Regions from separate parts of the Hordeum vulgare genome. Here region 1 is linked to region 2. A link is a contact called in public Hi-C data. All regions are on one chromosome and are shown on one strand. The core of a region is the stretch at or near the end of the contact, and the rest is flanking DNA. Distances in the headings are between cores, read along the strand shown.

Evidence for each region. A called contact is a pair of places that touch in the nucleus more often than the background predicts.
Region 1: a Hi-C map of seedling shows a contact between it and region 2, with 4 times the contacts expected there. The contact joins the promoter of LOC123396129 here to the promoter of LOC123396095 in region 2. A contact is called at or near these places in 1 of 6 Hi-C or Micro-C datasets (seedling) and 1 of 1 datasets of contacts at active chromatin or transcription factors (embryo).

The regions. Positions count from the first base shown.
Region 1 is chr5H:425,234,874-425,241,749 of MorexV3_pseudomolecules_assembly, reverse strand. LOC123396129 (putative 1-phosphatidylinositol-3-phosphate 5-kinase FAB1C) reads left to right here and starts at 5,370. Exons shown (of 12, transcript XM_045091179.1): 1 at 5,370-5,864; 2 at 5,956-6,247; 3 at 6,541-6,876. The coding sequence starts at 5,958.
Region 2 is chr5H:424,696,800-424,703,382 of MorexV3_pseudomolecules_assembly, reverse strand. LOC123396095 (plant UBX domain-containing protein 2) reads left to right here and starts at 1,356. Exons shown (of 3, transcript XM_045091132.1): 1 at 1,356-2,299; 2 at 3,766-4,044; 3 at 4,457-5,030. The coding sequence starts at 1,538. The coding sequence ends at 4,702.

The DNA of each region.
Region 1 (6,876 bases), core at 4,121-6,620, 530 kb before region 2:
TATTATCGAGCAATTGATAAAACCGCGCAAAGTCGTGACGTTATCTATGTCAATGATTATATCTATAGGCATCACGTCCAAAACAAGTAGACCGATACTTTCTGCATCTACTACTATTACTCCACACGTCGACCGCTATCCAGCATGCATCTAGTGTATTAAGTTCATGAGAACAGAGTAACGCCTTAAGCAATATGACATGATGTAGATGGACAATCTCATATCTACGATAAAAGCCCATCTTGTTACCCTTGATGACAACAACGTGTGCCTTGCTGCCCCTTCTGTCACTGGGAAAGGTCACCACATGGTATGAACCCAAAACCAAGCACTTCTCCCATTGCAAGAATCATAGATCTAGTTGGCCAAACAAAACCCAAGACTCGGAGAGACTTACAAGGATATCAAATCATGCATATAAGAAATCAACAAAGACTCAAATATATATATCATAGATAATCTGATCACAAATCCACAATTCATCGGATCTCGATAAACACACCGCCAAATAGGAGTACATCGGATAGATCTCCATGAAGATCATGGAGAACTTTGTATTGAAGATCCAAGAGAGAGAAGAAGCCATCTAGCTACTAACTGCGGACCCGTAGGTCTGAAGTGAACTACTCACGAGTCATTGGAGGGGCGATGATGTTGATGAAGAAGCCCTCCAACTCCAAAGTCCCCTCCGGCATGGCACCGGGAAGGGTCTCCAGATGAGATCTCGCGGAAACAGAAGCTTGCGGCGGCGGAAAAGTGTTTTCATGGATGCCCTGATTTTTTCTGGATTTTTAGGAAATTTATAGGCCAAAGAACTAGGGCAGGGGAGTGCTAGGGGGGCCACAAGCTTGGTTGCCGCGACCTCCCCCCTGGCCGCGGCAACAAGGCTTGTGGGCCCCCTGTGGGCCCACTTGCTTGGCCCTCAAGTCTCCCGATCTTCTTCCGTTCTGGAAAAATTTATTTCGGGGATTTTATTCCGTTTGGACTCCGTTCCAAAATCAGATCTGAAAAGAGTCAAAAACATAGAAAAAACAGGAACTCGCGCTTGGCACTTAATTAATAAGTTAGTCCCAAAAAAGATATAAAAGGTAAACAAAACATCCAAAGTTGACAAGATAACAACGTGAAACGATAACAAATTATAGATACGTTTGAGACGTATCAAACATCACGTCCTTTGGCCATATCACATCACATGTCAAGCCCTGCAAAACAAGTTATACGTCCTCTAATTGTTGTTGCAAGTTTTACGTGTCTGATTTGGGTTTCTAGCAAGAACGCCTTCTTACCTACGTGACAGCCACAATGTTGATATGACAAAGCTATTTACCCTTCATAAGGACCCTTTTCATCAAATCCAATCCGACTATAGTAGGAGAGACAAACAGCCGCTAGCCACCTTATGCACCGTGTGCATGTCAACCGGTGGAACATGTCTCACGTAAGCGTACGTGTAAGGTCGGTCCGGGCCGCTTCATCCCACAATACCGCAGGAAAGGAATAAGACTAGTAGTGGCAAGCAACTGACAAAATCAGCGCCCACAACCTTTGTGTTCTACTCGTGCAAAGAATCTACGCATAGAAAACCTCGCTCTGATACCACTGTTGGGTAAAGTAGCAAAAATTCAAAATTTTCCTATGCCATACATAGATCTTCCTATGAAGAAACCAGCAACTAGAGAGGGGTGAGAGCATCTTCATACCTTTGAAGATCGCTAAGTGAAAGCGTTGCTAGAACGCGATTGATGGAGTCGTACTCGTTGCGATTCAGATCGCAGTGTGATTCCGATCTAGTGCCGAACCACGACACCTCCGCGTTCAACACATGTGTAGCCCGGTGACGTCTCCTGCACCTTGATCCAGCAAGGAGGAGGGAGAGGTTGGGGAAGAGCTCCGGCGGCACGATGGCGTGGTGGCGATGGAGCTACGAGGTCTCCTGGCAGGGCTTCACCAAGCACCGTGGGAGAGGAGGGAGAGGAGAAGTAGGGCTGCGCCGAGAGAGAGAGAATTGCGTGTCCCCAATGGCCAAAACCTCGACTATATATAGGGGGAAGGAGAGGGGGGCGCACCCTTTAGGGTTCCCACCCCCAAAGGGTGCGGCAGCCCTAGATGGGAGGGGCTCGCGGGCGGCTAGGGGAGGAGAGGGGGTGGTGCACCCCTAGGTGGGCCTTAGGCCCACCAACGCTAGGGTTCCCCCCCTTCCCTCTCTGGTGCGCCTTGGGCTAGGTGTGAGGGGCGCACCAGCCCACCTAGGGGCTGGTTCCCTCTCACACTTGGCCCATGTAGCCTCCCGGGGCTAGTGGCCCCTCCTGGTGGGCCTCTGGAACCCTTCCGGTGGTCCCGACACGTTGCCGGTGGTGCCCGAAACATTTTCGGCGTCCAAACCCATCCATCCTACATATCAATCTTTACCTCCGGACCATTTCGGAGCTCCTCGTGACATCCGGGATCTCATCCGGGTCTCCGAACTACCTTCGGTAACCTCGTACAACAATTCCCTATAACCCTAGCGTCATCGAACCTTAAGTGTGTAGACCCTACGGGTTCGGGAGACATGTAGACATGACCGAGACACCTCTCCGGCCAATAACCATCAACGGGGTCTGGATACCCATGGTGGCTCCCACATGTTCCACGATGATCTCATCGGATGAACCACGATGTCAAGGATTCAATCAATCCCGTATACAATTCCCTTTGTCTATCGGTATAGAACTTGCCCGAAATTCGATCGTCGGTATCCCTATACCTTGTTCAATCTCGCTACCGACAAGTCTCTTTACTTGTTCCATAGTACATCACCCCGTGACTAACTCCTTAGTCACATTGAGCTCATTATGATGATGTTCTACCGAGTGGGCCCAGAGATACCTCTCCGTCACACGGAGTGTCAAATCCCGATCTCGATTCGTACCAACCCAACACATACTTTCGGAGATACCCGTAGTGCACCTTTATAGTCACCCAGTTATGTTGTGACATTTGATACACCCAAAGCACTCCTGCGGTATCCGGGAGTTGAAGGAAAAAGATACTTGACATTACAAAAGCTTTATCATACGAACAACACGATCTAGTGCTATGCTTAGGATTGGGTCTTGTCCATCACATCATTCTCCTAATGTTGTGATCACGTTATCAATGACATCCAATGTCCATGATCAGGAAACCATGATCATCTATTGATCAACGAGCTAGCCAACTAGAGGCTTGCTAGGGACACATTATGATCTATTTATTCACACATGTATTACTGTTTCCTGTTAATACAATTATAGCATGAACAATAGACGATTATCATGAACAAGGAAATATGATAATAACCATTTTATTATTGCCTCTAGGGCATATTTCCAATAGCTTCGTGGTGTTGGTGTGACTTCATGGTAATATCCATCCCTCCAATGATGGTGAACACCGAGATACATCCTTGTCATCGTGTACTCAATTACCTCTAACTCTAGCTCCTTACTTTTGATTTACTTTGGTCACTTGACCTTGCATTTACTACATCTTGTCGTTCTCGTTGTATTGTGTTAGTTATCCCTTTGTAGAGATTATATTTAGGCCTATAATTTATATTCCACAATTCATACTTGTCGCTATTGACATATCTTTGCAATTAGTGTGGATTGCTATATTGTGTCACACATTTTTCATCTTGTGATATTGCTCATGTAAGTTTGTGTAACTTACTTGGGCTTGTTTATATCATTTGTGTGCTCATTTTATTTGGAGTATGTTGTGGTGCACTTATTGAGCCTAGTATATTTAGAATTTCTATTTGAAAAATATTTGCTTAGTTTATTTAGGTGTTAGAATAAAGCCAAATCCATATAAGTTTTTAAACGCGTGTTCACCCCTCCCCTCTAGACGACATCATGGTCCTTTAAATTTTATGCATCTCTAGCCTATATATATATAGTTTTATTTTTCTATTTATATATGTTTAATTGCCTACGAAAATATTTTTTGGTTGCATAGTGTTACTATCTACACTCCAAAATGTACGATTTTTACATTAAACTATGACCAAATCTTCTTTATATTTGACAACTAATTAACATGCTAGGAAAACACCGTACCATTAGAATCTTCATATTTTTTTTGAATTTAAACATCTTTTAACTAGTATATATTTTTTAAACAACGACCAATGTAGCATCTCAAATATTGCGCTCCTTTAGAGAAAAAGTATGCAACTTCGCACTGAATGAGTATTTAATGTTATCACATAATATTAAAATATCATTATATTATATTATGTATACTTCCTCGACTATGTGCATCGAGTGCATTTTTTGAGGGTATGTGCGTCCAGTGCATTGATAACAAATATATAAGCAAATAAAGTACCCTACATCAAAGATCTACATAGTCCGCCATTAATTATGTCCCATTATTAAGACATAGATAAAAAGAATCAATGCATTTCACTTTCCTTAGACCAGGCATGCTTTTACAATTATGTACTCTGTTCGTTTCAGAATATAAGGTGTACTATTTTTCGTGCAAGTCAACCATTTAAATGTTTGGCCAAGATTATAAAATAAACTAACGATATATGCAATACCGAATAGATAAAATATGAAATTACTTGTCATGATGGTTCAAATGATATGAACTTTATATTATGGGTGTTGGTATATGCTCCTACAAACTTGGTCAAACATGATCTTGTTTGACTTAAAAAATACACCTTATATAAATAAACGGAGGGAGTAGTTAGTAACATGCAATGACAAGTGTAATAGATAAGGGTATGTTTACCGAGGGATATATTTTCGTTGCGGTTAATAATCAACATCTAGTCTCCCCATCCCTTTCTATAAAAAATATTCTCTTCATATTTGTCAGGAATTACAAGGCATATTTTGTTTTATGAGATATTTTCATTATCTTTCCCAAGCTTTCTCCTTCAAAACTAAACTTAGTGATACAAGTATATTTAAATCCTACCATTATATGCCATTGATAATGGCCCATTATCAACAATGATACATATAATTTTTCATTTCATTCTATTTTAAATATCGTCCACTTACACGTGTTCGCGTGTAGAACACACGCGTCACCATGCCATCACATGTGTTGCATATACACTTCACACTCGTGCGCTGCGAAAACAATGGTAAGACCTAGTTTCCGCACGTTCGCGGTCTGTTTTTAAAGTGGACAGTGAATTATTTTAGGTTATTAATAATCAGCAAAAAATAATCAAGAAAAGATGGACATCATTAAGTGCCACAGATAAGATTACATCGACATCCATTGCATATTTCCTTGCATTATTGCATATTTCCTTGCATTGATAATCATCCGTCCTATAATAGGTACCCCCGCCATATATCCACCGTACTCCACAATTCCACAAGGCGAAACCGGAAGGAGGAAACGGGATTTCGACAGCGCACGCCGCTTCCCCTCGCCGTTAGCGTCCCCATTTTACGGTGTCACATTCCTACTACTAGTATTCACTCTCAAATCTCCCTCCCAATCTCCATATCCGTATAATAAGCACCGCCGCTTCGCCGCCGCCGCCCGCCTTCCCCTGCCCTCTCCCTCCCCTCCAAGCTCTCGCCAACGCACGCGTTCCCACCCCTCCAAAGCTCCCAAATCTGCAGCCAAGCCGCGCTTCTCCGGCCCCGATCCTCTCGCCGCTGCCCGCCGCTCCCGCATTGGCTGAATCCCCGCTCCACCGCCTCCTCGCCGGAGCCCCGCTCCATCGCGTCCTCGCCGGAGCACGGCTCCATCTCCCAGCGCCCCCGCCCCCCAGGGCCTGGGCACGCCAGTTAGTTCCGCGCGCGTTGGTGGGGGTGGACGGTGGCTTTGGGAGGAAGGAATCTTCCGCGCGTCCGCGTCGCGTAGGTTCGGCGCGCCCCGTTGTTTCTTGCTCCATTTTTCTGGCAGTTTTTTTTAGTCGGTTGGTTTGAGCGTAGCGTGGTGGTCTGGTAGGGATGGGCGTGCTGGATTTCGCGGCGATGGGCGCACCGGAGAAGGCCAGATCCCTCGTCGCCGACTACCCGCAGCGCCACATGCACAAGGGCGGCGCCGATGGTGACGCCCTCGCGCGCATAGAGACGCGACGCCGCCGATCGGTGGGGCATGGCGGCGGCCCGCCCGGGCGGCCAAACAGCCCGGCGTCGCCTGCCGAGCCGCCCACGACGCCGCTGCGGGCGCCCGAGGCGAGATCCAGGAGCAAAAGCGACGTGGCGCCGGGCTCCCCTCCTCCAGACCGCGATATTAGGTAACGAAAATCTCTGTCTCTATCTATAGTGCAAAACTAATTGGTTCCTAACACTAAACTATAGTAGTACTCCAAATGATATGGAAGTGAACTAGTAAATCATTTATTATTTACTTCCGTTGCCTGCTAATAAGTGTAAAATGTCTGGTCAATTACTTAGAATGGCTTTAATTATCGCCCCTCTTTCTTTGGAAGTAGTGGTTGATGTTGATGGATGCTGATGGCTTGAGGAGTAGAGGTTGGTTGTCTAGCTCTGGCCACTGTTGACGAGTTCTGAATGATTGTTGATGCAGGCAAGCGGACGACGAGGAGGCTCATGAACCCAGGGTCCAATTTTTAGCCCCTGGGACTTACTTCTTAAATGACTTTTCAGATACAGATTCTAGTGTTAGTGTTAGTAACTCAACATACAGATCGATGACCCCAAGCCCCACAGAGAGTCCTACTTGTGCCGCGAGGCAGAATGATGCTTCTGATAATGGTGCAATTGCAGCGATCGACTCAGATGATCCTCATGACCTGGCTGATGTTAGCATCGCTGAGAACAGCAGACCAAGCCATGGGCCATCCTCTATCTTCGACTTTGGTGATAATATTTGGTGCCCACCACCGCCTGAAGATGAGATTGA
Region 2 (6,583 bases), core at 107-2,606:
GCCATGATTTCAGATCTGAACCTATTATGTTATCGCCAATATATGTGTGTTTTAGATCCTATCTTGCAAGTTGTAGTCACCTACTATGTGTTATGACCCGGCAACCCCGGAGTGACAATAGCCGAAACCACTCCCGGAGATGACCATAGTATGAGGAGTTCATGTATTCACCAAGTGTTAATGCGTTGGTCCGGTTCTTTATTAAAAGAAGAATATTAATATCCCGTAGTTTCCATTAGGACCCCGCTGCCACGGGAGGGATGGACAATAGATGTCATGCAAGTTCTTTTTCCTAAGCACGTATGACTACATATGGAATAGTTGCCTACATTAGATTGACGAACGGGAGCTAGTTACATATCTCTCTGTGTTATAGCTGTTACATGATGAATAGCATCCGGCATAATCATCCATCACCGATCCAATGCCTACGAGTTTTTCCTACTGGTCCCTGCTACTGTTACTTTGCCGCTACTGCTGTCACTGCTGCTACTGTTACTCTGTTGCTACTGCTGCTATCATACTTCTTTGCTATTGATACTTTGCTGGAGACACTAAATCTTTCAGGTGTGGTTGAATTGACAACTCAACTGCTAATACTTCAGAATATACTTTCGCTTTCCTTTGAGTCGAATCAATAAATTTGGGTTGAATACTCTACCCTTAAAAAACTATTGCGATCTCCTATATACTTGTGGGTTATCATGCCCCTACTTTTAGCATATGTCATTTAATAACTTCTACTACATTACTAGGGGTAACATGGTCTTTTTGCATGTAATTTAATGACATCCAGTCCATGTTTAGTCCCTGAAAAGAAACCGGTAAGGACTAAAGACTTTTTAGTTGGGACTAAGAGGGTGCTTGGATCCAAGAGACTAAAACTAGTTTGACTAAAACTAGTCTCTTTAAGAGGCTAAAGTTCCAAGCAACCCTGACTAAAGAGAGGCTAAAACTAGTCTTGAGACTAAAATCTTTTAGTCAGGGATACCCCTACTAAAATGTGCATTAGTCCTCTCTCTCCTCATTTAACTCCTCATGCAAGTTTTGGATTGGAGGGTTTGGAGGATAATAAATGCTCATTAACTTGATTTTAGTCTCTTTAGTATTTGAATCAAGCATGAGTGAGGCTAGCAAGTTTTAGTCTCATTATTTTTAGTCATGGGACTAAAACGTATCCAAACACCCTCTAAAAAAAAAGTTTTAGGACTTTTTAAAGAAACAGGGCCTAAGCCCACGGGTAGAGCGCAAGTGCTATTCTCCAACAAAGCCCAGTTTCAGTCCCGAGTTCATCCCGGCCCACTCGGCGAAGATGCCTTCGCAGCGAAGTACCATGCCATTGCCTGATTGCCGGACGCCGGCTTCATTTCCCAGCTGGATCTCCACCACCGTAGCTCTTCCTTCTTTTATCAATCTGTTCCCCTCGCGTTGCTTCTTCCCCTCGAACCCCGCGGAGGCAACCACCACCGAGTCTACTCCCCGTCCACGCCAATCCTCCTCCTCCTCTGCCGCCTACACCTAGTGGCCGCCGGCGACCATGATGAAGGACAAGATGAAGGATCTCATGAAGAAGGTCACCTCCTCCTCCGCCCCGTCCTTCAAGGGCCCCTCCCACGTCCTCGGCTCCGGCCCTCCCCCCTCCGCCTCCACCTCCTCCTCCCGTCAATCAAACCCTAACCCTAGCCCCAGGCCCGCCCCCAAGCAGCAGCCCCCGCGCCCGCCCGGCCCCTCCGAATTCACCCCCTTCACCGCCGTCATCTCCTCCTCCTCCTCCCGCCGCCCAGATGCCAACGGCGGCGACACGGTCGTGTGCCCCAACTGCGGCGACGCCTTCTCCTCCGAGCACGCCGTCTCGGAGCACCTCGATGGCTGCCTCGCGTCGGCCGGCGGCGCCCGCGCCCGCGCTGCCGCGTACCTCGCCGCGAACCCGCCCGCGGCGGCCGCCGAGGTCGTGAAGAAGCTTCTCGGCAACCTGCTCAAGGAGCCCGGCAACGACAAGTACAGGAGGGTCAGGCTCGGTAACCCTAGGATCAAGGAGGCCGTGGCGGACAGGGAGGGCGGGCTTGAGCTCCTCGAGGCGGTAGGGTTCACGATCGGGGATGAGAGCGGGGAGCTCTTTGCCGCGATGGACGAGACTCCTACGGAAGCGAGGCTTAGCGGGATCAGGCAGGCCGTGCTACTGCTTGAGAGGTCCCATCCTTCGGCATCGCTACCTACTCTGGCCGGGTCTGAGTCCAAAGAGAGCTGCCGCAGCGGAGTTGACGAGCAAAAGGAGGTTAACAAGATTGTTGATCGTCAGGTGAGCAGGCGTCTAATTCAATGTTTACTCCATCAATTGGTTATGTGGATGATCATATTTTGCTCAATGAATTGAACTGCATGGATAGGTTGGTTTGTCCACACTATGATTTTCTTGGTGTACACATGTCACATCTTTACTCGTGAGAAATAGATTTTGTTTGAACTTAGTAATGAGTAAAAACGACTAAATATTGATGTGCTTACACCAATAGATCATAAAAATGTGATGCCATTTCTGTGAGATCAGTGCTAAATTATGCAGTCATGTTCATATATAGGAAGTCTGTCTTAACAATGTGGTACCATTTCCATGACATATTGTGGAATCCCGGAAACTTGCAGTCTATATTACTCCATCATACTCCCTCCGTCCCAAAATAAGTGTCTCAACTTTGTACTAGCTCTAGTACAAAGTTATACTAAGGTTGAGACAGTTATTTTGAGACGGAGGGAGTATGTTGGAGGTCAGAATGTAGGAAACTACGTAGTATGTAAAATGTGATACTTCCTTTTGCTGTACACTTCTATATTCATGTTTGAGTTTTGGCCCATCTTTTATATTGCCGTACACTTCTATGTTCATGTTTGAGTTTTGGCCCATCTTTTATATTGCCGTACACTTCTACATTCATGTTTGAGTTTTGGCCTGTCTTTTGTATTGTTGTACACAGTACACTTTGATATTCATGTTTAAGATTTGGCCTGTCTTTTTTATACCTATGATATTTAGTTCATACCTAAATTAAGTTATTTCTATGTTCGGAACATTGTAGCATTCTGTCAATGTTGTTACTTTTTGCTACAAAGTATGTGGAATGGTATCTTTATAATGTTCCTGTTTGGGATACACTACATGTTGTCTCTATCGTGTAAGACACATGCTACAGAAAATGCATTTTATACACTTCTGCAATTATAAAATGTATATTTCAAAAATTGTAGAGCAATTAGTTCTAATTAAATATTGGAACTTGGTCCCTGATTATATATCAGATGCAGATATTCGGATTTTGTTTTTGAATCTGATCTTGCGGGGATGGACGTATCACGTATGGGTTCAGGTAAAACTGTTGCAACTTCTGACTAAAGAAGCTAAATTGACATGTCACAGCTCCCAGCTTGTACTTCTGACTAAAGAAGCTCAAATAAGATACATATCATGGTATTGGGATATATCAGTTTCTGATATATATGTGCGTAAGTTGGCGGGGGTATATCAGCATCTGATAGCATACATGTGTTTCACCACTAACATTTTTTTTCCTCAACATGTTGAATTTAGTAATTACTGTAAGGGTATTTCTCTTGAGACCTGAAATTTAGCATATATACGACTATATGTGCTCTGATGCGTCCTTTTTCTGTTATGTTCTGCAATTGATTGTCCATTTTGCAGTTTGCTGTTGCTCCCATTTATATCTCCTTAGAAATGTAATTTATTGAACTTCCATGATAACTTCACAGATTCGGGTATTCTTCAATGTCCCTGGAAGTTCTGTTGCAGAAATTGATACACCAGATTCCTTCTACAAACTTAGCGGTGAGGAGGTAAGGAACGAGGCAAAGATGAGGAGGGAAAGGCTGGAACAATCTCGGTTGCTAATTCCAAAGTCATATAAGGAGAAGCAGGCACTGGCTGCTCGACAGAAGTACAAACAAGCTGTCATCCGAGTTCAGTTTCCTGATGGAGTAATTCTCCAGGGCGTATTCCTTCCAGCGGAGGCTACTAGTTCACTATATGAGGTACTTCTGCCCTCTATGCTTGTTTGTCTGTATGATTTTGTCCCGTTGAGTATCATCTGCATATCTCTCAATCGAGAATGAGGTGTTGAATCCTTTGGTATTTTCTTCCACTCTAGGACTTGTACACTTGTCATATACACTATTTATTTTGCGTACCTGATTATTTGTCAATATCCCAAGTGTAATTCTGGAATTTGCAAGTTTGGCTTACGGGCCAATGTCGAATCTGTATATAACAGTCTTTATGTATGTTTGAAGTCATGAAGTTGTTTCCCATGCTTATGTTGTTACCTGGGCTATCCAACGGTATTTTGTACGTAGTGTTTAAAGCTATATTCACCTAGTATCACATATTCATTTCAAGTACTGGCTTTGTAGCCTTTTGGTTAATCTGCTGCTTTCCCTTATGCAGTTTGTTGCGTCCGCTTTGAAGCAGCCAGGCTTGGAATTTGATCTTATCTGTCCAGCTGTTCCTAGGTCACGTGTGTTACCGCATTCTCCAAATACAGGAGAGCGGGCACGCACGTTGCAAGATGAAGGCCTAGTACCTTCTGCTCTCCTTAAATTCAAGCCCAATGAGACCGATTCTATTGTGTTCACCGGCTTGCTTAACAAGCTTCTGGAGGCTAGTGAACCATTTACAGCTGCTTCCTCTTGATTGTTGGACTGCGGGCCCCCATTCTCCCCTCAAATCTACTGTTACATTGGACTTCATATTGTTGTAACTCAGTCACAGGGATATGTCATTTGCATACTTGATAGGTTGATCGATAGTCTGGTACATAGATTGTTTGGCGATTGCCATACTTTACATGGTAAAAACCCAATAATTCATCAGTCGCACTGTCAACTGTACCTGAGCGATGAGTGAGCTATACAATGTGTACAATACATTTAACTTTTTCTTGATTTTGCATTTGATACTAGAACTCGTTAATTCAGTATCCCCTCTACTGTTAAGGTTTATACAATGAGTTGGCTTGAAATGCATGTGTGGGCTAATCTGCCTTTGCTGCTGAAGTTTCTTTTTTCATTTGAAAATTTGACTGAATTAGTAATACGACTTCTGGTACATGTCACAGAAGGCATGCTACGACAACACTGTTCTTTTTGTAAGACTATTGATACCTGTGCTGTGTTATTTTTAGAATGTACTTCCTCTGTACCATAATATTTGTTGTTGGGGAGAGAACTACTTTCTTTGCATATTTTTGTATTTTTCGCATATATTTTTGACCGGGCTTTCGCCCTTAACTCGGATATTCTCATGCCGGGAAGGTCACTGATGCGGCCTAGGCCCATGTGTTAAATCGAGCATGTAAAGTAGGAGAGACTAATTGAGGCCCATCGACCATGTAAAGTAGGCGATCAACTAAGTGAAGGAAATCCTTACATGAACGTTTCCCCTCTCTCGATAGGGTTTCTTTTTCTTCTGGGGCAATCATGTCGTCGTCGTGAGCTTTTGGCCATACCTGCCGTCGTCTCCTTATTATCGTCCATTGAATCTGCGGTGATCCTCGGGTTGCGGCACCGTCTCCTCATTATCTTTCATTGAATCTGCAGCGATCCTCGGGTTGCGACAGAATCTGGTTGTCAGGTGGGCGCGGTGGAACAAGGGTCTATCACAAAACCCGATTGATCTACACCGGTAAGTATCTCACGTGGCTTTAGATGGACCATCTGGTTTTAAGGAGGCCAGCGAGGTCGACAGAATCTGGTTGTCAGGTGGGCGCGGTGGAACAAGGGTCTATCACAAAACCCGATTGATCTACATCGGTAAGTATCTCACGTGGCTTTAGATGGACCATCTGGTTTTAAGGAGGCCAGCGAGGTCGAGAGGATGATGAAAGAGTCGGGTCTGCGTGAGGAGGATCTTGATGTTGTTGTCTTTGACGAGAAGGAGGCTTCGAAAGAAGTTGCTCGTTGGGTGGCGCTGGCTAGGGTTCACACTGAGAAGATCTACAGTGAGACGTGGTTCTGTAGGAACATGCAATCTGCATGGGACCTAGCTCAAGTTCTGAAGTTCAGGCCGCTGGAATATAATCTCTACACCATCCAATTCTCATGTCTTGGAGATTGTGAGACGGTAATGCAAGATGGTCCATGGCACTTTCGTGGCGATGCGGTGGTCATTAAACCATATGACAGAGTGACAATACCTTCCACGATAAAGCTTGATACTGTTGAGATATGGATTCAAATTCATGATGTACCAGATTTGTATGCTCACCTTGTTTCACCGATTGCTGCTAAGGTGGGTGAAGTACTATTTGTTGAACCTCCATCACACGACTTCACCGGAAACTTCTATCATGTATGGGTTAGAATCAATGTGACGAAGCCTGTGAAGAATGTGGTGTCTATGATCCGTGATAACAAGCGCCAGATATATAAGGTGAAGTATGAAAAACTTCCTGATTGGTGTGCTGTGTTTGGGATGCTTGGCTATCTCTTTAAAAAACATGGCAATGGAATACATCCTCCGTTGGCTCTGGTCTTTAAAGAGTTTCGGGCATCGTGGTTTATATGGACCGGTAGA